Linked DNA regions of Mus musculus: region 1 is linked to region 2. A link is a contact called in public promoter capture Hi-C data. All regions are on one chromosome and are shown on one strand. The core of a region is the stretch at or near the end of the contact, and the rest is flanking DNA. Distances in the headings are between cores, read along the strand shown. Region 1 holds the start of Tusc1 (tumor suppressor candidate 1). Region 2 holds the start of Mtap (methylthioadenosine phosphorylase).

Region 1 (5,048 bases), core at 2,514-5,013, 4.2 Mb after region 2:
AAGAGGTATAAAATCCTATTAAAAGCTAATTATTTTCAGCATACATTTTTTTGCTTATATAATAAGCTATAAAACCTCTCTTCATTGTAAAACTAAGGTAAACTTATGACAATGAAGAGTTCCTTTAGTAAAGTAGTGTATACTGCATTTTTACTTTCATAAAGATTAAACTAGGCCCCTGGTAATTTTTCTAATATTGACTTTATACACTCTTTAAATGACTACATGTTTTGTTATAAGAAGTCATCTTTCATTCTGCAATGTACTTTACCCATGGTCAACATGGAAGTCAGTAAAGTAGAAATGTGATTTAGCCTTCTTCCACTTTATAGGATATGTTGGTTTGAGAATTGTTAACATCTTTTATGAAATGTGCACAAAAGTTAATCTATGTCTGTATTTCATTACACCTTTTCCACCAGTAAATCTGACAAATTTGCTATTTATTCACAGTAAAAACTCACACACTGCTGGTCGTGGTGGCACACGCCTTTAATCCCAGCACATAGGAGGCAGAGGCAGGCAGATTTCTGAGTTTGAGGCCAGCCTGGTCTACAAAGTGAGTTCCAGGACTGCCAGGGCTATACAGAGAAACCCTGTCTTGAAAAACCAAAAAAAAAAAAAAAAAAAAAAAAAAGACTTGGCTATTTTTATGCCAGAAATGCCATCCTCTCATGTTTTACAACATTTTGATGAAGATCTTGTGTTTGTTCACTAATGAGAAAAATAAGTCCTAGAGAAAATAACTAAATTAAAGCTAAATTAACTAAATAAAAGCTAAATTAAAGCTACAGTAAAATACCTGTAGGACATATAATCTTTTCATCTTTTGGGGGGTGGGGTGAGACAGGGTTTCTCTGTATAACCCTGGCTGTTCTGGAACTCACTCTGTAAACCAGGCTGGCCTCGAACTCAGAAATCTGCCTGCCTCTGCCTCCTGAGTGCTGGGATCATCTTATTTTCAAACTCTAATACCTTCTATAAATGATTTACTTCTCTGTAAAAGCAAGAAATGAATGGGGATAGTACGAATTTTCACATACCTTCTATTTCCAGCAAATTCTGATATACTTTAGGCACAAAGGAAGGCTTCAATATTCACAATGGAATATCAATTGCCTATAGGCAATATAGAAAGCATTCTCAAATTCTTTTTAACAGGCCTTAGGCCTTGTTTTGTAATAAGTATTTGAAATGTAGTATTTAGACTTTTTGGAAGTTGCTATACACAGTATATACATATTTCTTAACTTCTCTATTCATTTGCCATCCCCTGTGCCAAACATTTCAACACTTTTGAACCCATGATGTACAAGGGGCTCAGAAACAATACTCCAAAGCTGAGTGTACCTATACTGAACACTTTCAAATAATCTCTTTTTCACCTTCTTTAGGTCTTTCAAAAGTTGTCTCCTCCCACAAACAAGCCATAAAATCCACAATTTTCCTTTTTCTAAGACAAGTTACAGAAACCTTCCTCAAAAGACAGCTATAAAATGTATAAACACTATTTTAAATATCCCATGGTTTCCCATTTGAGACAGTCATAAAGGAAACTTTTGATCTAACTTGATAGTTGACCTAAGATCAACTTTTAGAAAGAAGTCACGATCTGTGCCCAGGGGAAAATGCCATAAAGAGGTCAAGAAGAGAGTAAATAGGCCTTCCTAGATTTTCCTCTCAGTCTATAACTCTTAGTTTATAATTATCATTCACTAACTTCTATAGGGTAACATTCATTCAGTGATGGTTTCAAAAGTTTCCCCTTGGCTTCTGGGGCATGTAAAATTGTAACTATTCTTTTCTCTGAATGGCCTGACTTTTGTTACCAATAATTCTTATGGTGCTTATGGGAAAGTTAGCACATCTTTTTGTTACCACAAGTTTTATCAGGTACATTGGATTTTCTTTACTGTTTAGTAGGCAAATTATGTTGATGGTGGCATAGGCTCATAATCCTAGCACTTAGTAGGCAGCAGGTGGAGGGCTAAGTTCCAGCCCAACCTGAGCTACCAAGCATTACTCAGTCTCAAATGAATATTTCAAGAAAACAAGCTTAGAGCATGTGTTGTTATTCTTTGTTTTTCAATAACAAGAACACAACTGATGCATAATTCACTGGGAATTTTTGTATAATATAGAAGGAATTTAAGATTTCCTGAAGGTTGTAAAAATCAGGCGAAATAATCATGAACTATCTGAATAAGCATTAATGTTCATCTAAAATGTAGTAATAAAACAATCTTCAAACTATCTCGAGTTTTGTCAAGATTTTGTATAATCCAAAAGATTACAAAAAATAAACAAAGACAGATATTAAAATATGTAACATATATAGGCTTAGAGAAACCTATAAAGCTTCAAAACACATCAAATAACAGTCATGGAAATTTTTGATTTCAATGCACCAGTTTATTTATCAGCTCAAATCATCACCTGTCAGAAGATACTCTAAAAAGATCTCTGGAGGCCAACACACGAGAATATATTAAACATATGTGGATTGGAATGACGGGCAATTATAAATATTTTTTTCTTTATAAAAAGGTAGTACTTCATGGGCTATCCAAGTCAGCAATTTACAAAACACACTTAAAAGGTGGGTTGTATAAGAGAAAAGAGCAGAGTTTTTGGACAGTAGAATGAACAGGCATCACCAATCAAATACACTATTCATCCTTCAAAGCATCAAAGATGGGGGGGGGGGGAGGGGTGGCAAAAAAACTGGTCCTCACAACACTTTGAAAACTTCAAGAATTTAGGAGGTGCGACCAGGCACCCAGTTCTTGCTGCTTTAAAGCAGGTCTTAGAGTTGTTGGACCCCTCTCAACACACCAGCAGTGTACTTGGCAGTTGCTTTGCACAAGTGGGAACTGGGAAACTCTTGCTTCTCTTTCTCCATCAGGCCAACGGATTTGGCGCCTGGAAGTGCCCTTGGGTGGGGCTGGAGTTCAGGAGCTCAGGACTTCAAACTTCCGCGTGCTGAGAGGGGCGGAGCCCGGAGTACTACGGAGGCGGGGCGCGCGCAGGTCCCACCTCCCTCCGTGCCCTCGGACTACAGCCAGGGCCTCGGAACGTCCGGATCATGGGCGCACAGGCCGGTGGCAGTTTCTTGGAGCGGTGGCTCCTCGATGGCTCCCGGCGGGCGCGCGCCCTGCTGCTCTAGGTGCAGCTGCAGGAGCGCTCGGCGGTACATGACCTCCAGCTTCTCTAGCCGGGCCCGCAGCGCCCTGGGGCTGCCCGGCTCCTCCTCACGGCCATGGCCTCTCGCCTTGCGGTTGGTGGCGGGCTCGTCCGGGGCGAGGGTCTCGACGGCGGCCTCCCGCTCGCCGCTGTCGCCCGGCAGCCGCAGAGCCTGGCGGAAGAGGCTGCGGTTCTCGCGCCTGAGCCGACGGTTCTCCAGCCTCAGGCGGGCGTTCTCCTCGCGCAGCCGCGCGTTCTGCCGGTCCCGCTCGTCCCGCGCGCGCAGGGCCTCCAGGTGGCTGGCCGCCAGGTCGGCGAAGCGCTCCTCCAGCTGTCGCCGGGCCCCGCCCGCGCGGCCTCGCCAGCCCACGCCGCCACCGCCACCGCCGCCCTCACGGGCCCGGCCCAGGCGGCCCGACTCGCCGCGGCTCCCGCCGCCTTCCCCGCCGCAGCTCCCGCGCCGGGTGGCGCCACCACGCATGCGCCACATCGGTCCGGTCTGGTCGCGCCGCCAGTCCGTGGCCCGAGGGGCCGCGCGCGGGGCGCGGGCGGACTTGGGGCCTGGCTGGGCGCTCGGTCGCGGGCGGAGGAAGAAAGGTGGCAGGCGGTGCTGGCGGCAGGCCAGAGGAGGCCGGGAGTTGGCCCGAGCTGAGGCGTGTCCTTGTCTCTCGCGGCTGAGCGGGCCCCCTGGGCCTGCGGTCGCTGGTCGCCTCACACACGACGCCCCTGGGGAGCGCTCTGCTGCTCAGCCCTGTGTCCGTGCCCGGAAAGCCTTGTCCTCTGCTGGGTGCCGGGTGCCCACCGCTTCCCCGCGGGCCTGGGCACTGCGGGAACACTCCCGCCTTGCCCTGCTCCCCAGCACAGCCTCCAGTGCATACTTTGCGACTTACATGGCAGTCTAGAAACAAAATGAGTTTTGAGACTGCTGGAGAGCTCATTGCGTTTATAGCGTTTGAAACCTATTTGAAACCACGCCCATGTTTAAGAAACACAAAACTTTATTGGGCTGCACCTGCCATGAGGCTCTCTGACTCCAACAGGTAGCACTCCAAATACTGGAGAATTTATGTGTTGAAACTTTACTGGGTCACATCTCAGGGCAGTTCTTAAAATTTATAAACTATAGTTTTATTTATTTGAGATACAGAATATTCAGATGTTTCCAAACAATCTGGAGACGGTTGGATACATACGTTTATGTGAAGCACATTGCTATTTTTTCCTAAGGATCTCAACCTACATAGGCCCCGAATGATGGCAAAGAAAATACATGTTAGTTAGAATCTGTGTTTCAGACAAGGTTCTGTTTAATTTTTAGGTACCACGTGATCTACAAAACTACCACACCAAGGAAATGGACAGGTAGTGCCTAGGAGTACTGTGGTTCAAATTAATTAGAAAAACCAACACTCAGTTATTGTTCTTTAATTTTTCCAGCTAAAATACTAAAATACCACAAATTCAGTTCTAAACAGTCATTTCATTAAATCAGTAACAAAGATATTTCAGAATTTAAGTGAGTTTAGTTTAAGAAAAGGTTGTCATTCTTAATTTACATTAAAATGTAAATTTTAGGCTGTAAACATTGGAGACAGAACCTGACTTCTCTATAGACTACAGAACCAAGAATATGTTGTTAGCATATCCAGACATTGTAGAAGGATGGAATGGTAGTTTGCTAGGAAAGATGATTTGCTCTGGGATTTAGACATGGCAACTCTTTTAAGAGTCTGAATACCTGCATACATCATGATAAAATTATAACAAGAATGTATCACTGTCTACATGCTATAAATTAGGTACCAGCCCATTTTTATTAGCGTTCTTCCTTTTATGTCATTTATAAAACTAGTATTTGCGGTGGT
Region 2 (5,529 bases), core at 1,357-3,856:
GATCATAACTTAAATAACCCAATTGTTTTAAACCACATTCTGTCACGTGACTGGTTACCTGTGCTTGGGTAGCATGTGTCTGTCTAGTCACTTCTTCCTGGGCAAACCTCCCTTGCCTGGCTCTATCAAAGAATTCTTTCTGCCTCTGGGATGTCCCACTTTCTATTCTACCATTTCCTATAGGCCATAGGTTTTTTAATTGACAGGTGATACATCCATACAAAACACAAGAAGTTCTCTCTATAGTCTCCTCATTGGGCTCTGACATCAGGCTGGGCAGCGAACTCCTTTACCTACTGAGCCAGCTCACTACCACATCCTAACCTAATATTTTTGTATCACTTCTGCCATTATGTTTAGTTTTTAGGTTTCTGAGACAGTATCCCACTATGTTTCTCAGGCTGGCCTCAAAGTTACAATCCTCCTGCCTCTGTCTTCTATATGCTAAAATCACAGCCTTACGCCACCACACCCAGCTTTCCATTGTATTTTATAACCTAAAATGATTGTAACAGAAGAAATGTTTATATCTTGAGAAAACTTAGACACAGAGTGGATAATGGCGACGAATGGGTCTACACAGCATCAGGCAGCATCCACACCAACAGAAGGTGGAGATTCATTAAATGGAGGTGTACGGGTATTGCTTTACTACTGACATAAACACCAGCTCTCACACCAAAGACAGTCTGAGAACTTGTTTTGGACCCAAGCATGAGTGGCCAGGGCAGGGAACACAGATTTAGTTCAACCCAAATTATGTTCCAGGACAGTAACAGTTTCACCAAGTTGTCATAGGAACGGAACAACGACAACAACAAAAGTCACACAGGAAAACACTTTGAATGTATTCCTGAAAACATCACACAGGTGACTTATAGGGAAGGATAGAGTGTAGGCTGCAGATGCTACCGATGAGGCTCGCCTTTGGGATTGGTGGGAGCTAGCTTTGTACACTCCAAAAGATTTACCCAATAGGCACAAGGACAATAAGGCACACAGAAAGGCAGATAGTAAGTACCACTTAGTGGGGCAAGACAGGGCAAGGTAGGCTCTGGGCCAGAAACTTTCCAACTCTCCACAAGCCTGATTAGTTCATCGGCCTCGTCGAATGCGAGTCGAGGGTACCTTTTCTCTGGGAACTTTCAGTTAACACTGCTGAGAAGAAGAAAACAGAATCTCCTTCCTTGGCTCCTTCCCAACCACAGAGAAATTTGTAGCTTTTTCTATATCTCGGGGGACCACCCTTAAGATAGCTGTCACCCAGGGCTGGCGAGATGGCTCAGCTGTTAAGAGTACTGTCTGCTCTTCCAAAGGTCCTGAGTTCAAATCCCAGCAACCACATGGTGGCTTACAACCATCCGTAATGAGATCTGATGCCCTCTTCTAGTGCATCTGACGACAGCTACAGTGTACTTAGATATAGTAATAAATAAACCTTAAAAAATGATAGCTGTCACCCAGGGTTGGAGAGATGGCTCAGGGGTTAAGAGCACTTGTAGAGGTAAATTCGGTTTCCAGAATCTATATCAGGCAGTTCACAGTTGCCTGTTACTCCAGCTTCAGGCTGGGTTCTGGACAAACACACACACACACACACACACACACAAACACAAACACACCTGCAGGTATTTGTGTGTGCATACATATAAATAATGAAATAAACTAAGAAAAAAAAAAAGATAGCTGCTGCCCAGCATTTTGTTTGGCGCAGCTTGTACCATCAAAGGCTATAATGAATTGTCCTAGTAGAGAAGGGATAGGGCCTCTCAGAGAGAGTATCCAGGGGAAAGGTCGCTGGGGTCAGAGTGGGTCTTGCTGGTATTGCATCACAGAGACACAGGTCCTGACCTGAATCCTGCTGTACCGTATGCTGCCCTGGCATAGAAAGTTTTGTTTTAATTTTTGCTTATTTTATTGGAGTGAGGATTGAAGCTAGTGTCTCCTTGGATGCTAGATAAACACTTTAGTGCTGAGCTAAATACCAAGCCCTCTGTTTATTTTTGAGATAGACTCTTAATATTGCTCAAGATGGTCTTGAACTCACTCTGTAACCAAGTAAGACTTTGAACTTGCCATACTGCTTGCTGACCAGACTTCATGAGTGAGTGGGATTACAAATCTGCATCACTAGCCATTGTATAAAGGAATTTTAAAAATGCCCCTTGCTGGTAGCATCAGGCTGGGTGTTGGGGAGGGTCCTGCCTCCTTAAAAGCTCCCCGCCAAACAGAAGCTAAATAAACCAGTTTGTAAATCAGAGCTGTGGGGGGCGGGAATCTCAAGCTAGCACTCTTCAGTTTCCCTCCGCCCTCCCCAAAGCCCAGGAATGCGGCAGGCCCTGATTTTACAGCCCTGGCCACCGGGGCAGCCAAGTCGCCGCAGAACTGGCAGTAATGCGCTACCTCACCATGTTCTTGTGAAACAGTTAAAAGACAAAGTGACAAGCACATCCTAAGTGGCTTTTCTATCTTGATCATAGACTCGCCATCAGGCTGCACAGTAACAACAGAAGCCCCGAGAAGCCGAAAACTCTGCAAGAGGGACGGGAGGCGGGAACCTGATTTGAGGAGGAGGGTGGAGGAGAACAGCCAATCCCGCGCTCCCCGGGAGGAAGAGGAGGAGCCAGAGCCCGTGGGTCCCCGCACTGCTCACTCCCGCGCCACGCCGGCCCCGCAGTCTCCTCCCGGTCCCACGCTGCGGCCCGCTGTGGACTTCCCTGGTGCAGACATGGCCTCGGGCTCCGCCTGCACGGCGGTGAAGGTGAGATCACCCTACAAGCTGTGAATGGGCCAGCCCTGCAGGGTTCCTTCTCGAGCCTCCAGGCTGTGTCCCCAGCCGGAGCGCCCCCCACCCACCGCTCAGCAGGGAGGGGACAGGGCGCGCGGCACCCAGCGCCACCCCGATGTCCCCAGCCTTTGAACTCATCTGCATTCCGGGCCCGAGCGGTGGTAACCGGGGCTCTGATGGGGAGTGGGGTAATAGAAGGGGGAGCGGGATGATGGAGGGGACTGCGCCCCGCTGCCACCCTCTTTTAGTACCACTCCCCCCCAGGCGGGAGCTGGCGCGTGGCTCAGCTCCTGCGGCTGCTGCGTCGGTCCCTCTAGTCTTACGGGACTTAAGCTTCCGCTACTTTGACTAGGCCCACGTGGGAGAGCTGGCACTTGCTCTTTTGCATGCTTCGGCTTCATTTCCCCCTCCAAACTTAGATTTCCTTTTGCTTTGTTTTACCTCGGCAGCGCAGAGCTGAGGGAGCTCTGAGACTTTTTAAATACTGAAACAGAGCGCGGACCGCTCTCAGACTGGAGGCCTCTGTCTTATAAACCGCTTTCCAACCTTGAAAGTTAGAGTTATTTTCTTAGGCCTTAGGTCCCCAGAGATCTGGACACAAGGGACTCTTGTGCGCCGGGAACAGCTGGCCAGATGAGAGCATGAGTTCTGAGAGTTGGAGTGAGCCTCCCTTGGGGAGTTTTAAACACATCCTGATTGATGGGTAGAGAGTGGAATAACGGAGCCCAGGAAACACTGGTGTTTAAGTCCTTTCTAGGCTGTTTATTATTAGCCAAGAACGCAGTTAATTTGATTCAGTTTAGGAATTTCTGACCCATGCTACAGGAAGTGCACAGTTTTCTTCAGGCATCCTTTTGATTGCCTGCAGTGCCGTTTGATGCCCTTGCAAGAGGCCCATCTCTGCATTTAGCCTTCAGCGTGCCAGGGCATTGTATACTGGGGCCCTGCAGGGCTTCATGAACCACTCAGGGTGAGGTTGCTGCATTCGGTCATAGGGGCCAACTTTTTCTTTTCTCCATTTTGAAAAGGATTATTTACATTTATAGAAAGCCATGGTTCCAGTCAGCAGGAACGGGGCAGAAAGGGTCTTCATGTGCAAGGTACAGTAGGTACTTATTTATAAAGTGGAGATTTTAACATATTGTGGGCTGGAAATTTCACTGAGGTAGAGGCCTGTGATTTGAAGATAGATCTATTTGTCATCTCTGTCCCACAATGTGAGTAAAACCAAATAGCTAGAACTTCACACTTAATCAGTCCAGTCAGGATAATACTATCTGTGCAAGGACCAGCATATCTCAACAGAAAGAATTTGCTTTAATCTGGTTAGCCTTCTGCCCAACACACAGTTTCCCTGCAAAATGAATGTGGTCCACTTAAGAGCAGAAAGAGCTATGTAAATATTGAATGATATGTATTTTTTTTATCTTGGCAAGCTTTTGAAATAAAACTTAGAGATATAAATGGTGCTCGGAATACCTGCTGAGTTCTCTTCTTGAGATTGCAACAGGTGAGAACATTGCTAATAAAAAATCATGATGCCAACACCATATTCCACAAACTGCTAAGGCAGCACCCCACATAGAAAACAGGAAGGGTCCCTATCCAGAGCAAAATAACCTATAAAAACGATATCTTAGCGCGAGAGTGAAGTGGCTCCGTCTCTGGAGTGCTTGCTGCCCAAGTGTGAGAACATGAATTTGGACCCTCAGCACCCTTGCTGGGGAGCTGGTGGCAGACACCAGCATCCATAGTCCTGCCAATAGAGAGGCAGACACAGGGAAACTCGGGGTTAACACTAGCCAGCCGAGAATGCCTTTCTCACACACACACACACACACACACACACACACACACACACACACACTGTATTTTATCTGGACATCAGGTAGCATGGATGGATTGTTCATTTGAGATCATAAGAACATAACGATTCTTTCTTACAGATGTGAAGCTGACAGATCAGCTAACGTGTCTCGTACAGGTTCCTAGATAATGACAGACTTACAGCCTGGCACTCCCAGCAAGTAGATGTGAGATATTTCTTGGTCCTTAAACAATAGTTTCATTTGCTTTCCTCTGAGTGGGGAGGAAATAGAGAGCTGGGGCTGCGTGCATACGCAGGCCGCCTCTGCGGAAAACCACTGTATAGGAGGCACGTTTGTGTCCAGCAGGTGGCTTTTGGCATGCACCATTCCATCCGTTTCTGAGAAGCAACTGTTTTATTGTGTACCTCAGTGAGAATATTCCCACACTGGACCCGAGAGGCCTGGACTCTCTTAGGGACCTCTGCTAGGAGGCCAGTGCTGATCACTCCTACTTTGAGCTGTTGTTAGCTTTATGTCACACGCCCAGCTCAGTGCTTGCTCTGTTAATGCTAACTCTGGTACCTTCCTTTGTAAATGGAAATATTACCAGGGGTTCGAGTTTAAATTCAATACCGTTTGGTTTAAGAGATAGGATAGACCATTCAGATGAAAAGCATCCCGTTTTGTAGGGACAGTATAATGCTCATGATCTCGATGTAATCTGTCTACCGGCAGAATCCTACCCAAAAAATACTTATTGGAAACCTGCCAGGCTCTGAGAATGCACAGTTGAGTGAAACAGCATCCCTGTTTTCTTTAAGTTTGTCTTGTATTGGGGCTGGAAGACTAAGTAATATGAGGGAGCTGTCAGGGTCCTGGGAGTGGCAGAAAAGACCTTTAGGTGTTGGTTGTTAGAGGAGAATGGGACTGGCT

What was found. Promoter capture Hi-C pulls out the DNA fragments that hold promoters and counts their contacts.
Region 1: a contact with region 2 is called in a promoter capture Hi-C map of pre-B cells. The contact joins the promoter of Tusc1 here to the promoter of Mtap in region 2. A contact is called at or near these places in 2 of 39 promoter capture datasets (liver and pre-B cells).

Annotation. Positions count from the first base shown.
Region 1 is chr4:93,331,748-93,336,795 of GRCm38.p6, forward strand. Tusc1 (tumor suppressor candidate 1) reads right to left here and starts at 3,764. Exons shown (of 1, transcript NM_026954.1): 1 at 2,401-3,764. The coding sequence starts at 3,673. The coding sequence ends at 3,056.
Region 2 is chr4:89,134,764-89,140,292 of GRCm38.p6, forward strand. Mtap (methylthioadenosine phosphorylase) reads left to right here and starts at 2,607. Exons shown (of 8, transcript NM_024433.2): 1 at 2,607-2,761. The coding sequence starts at 2,729.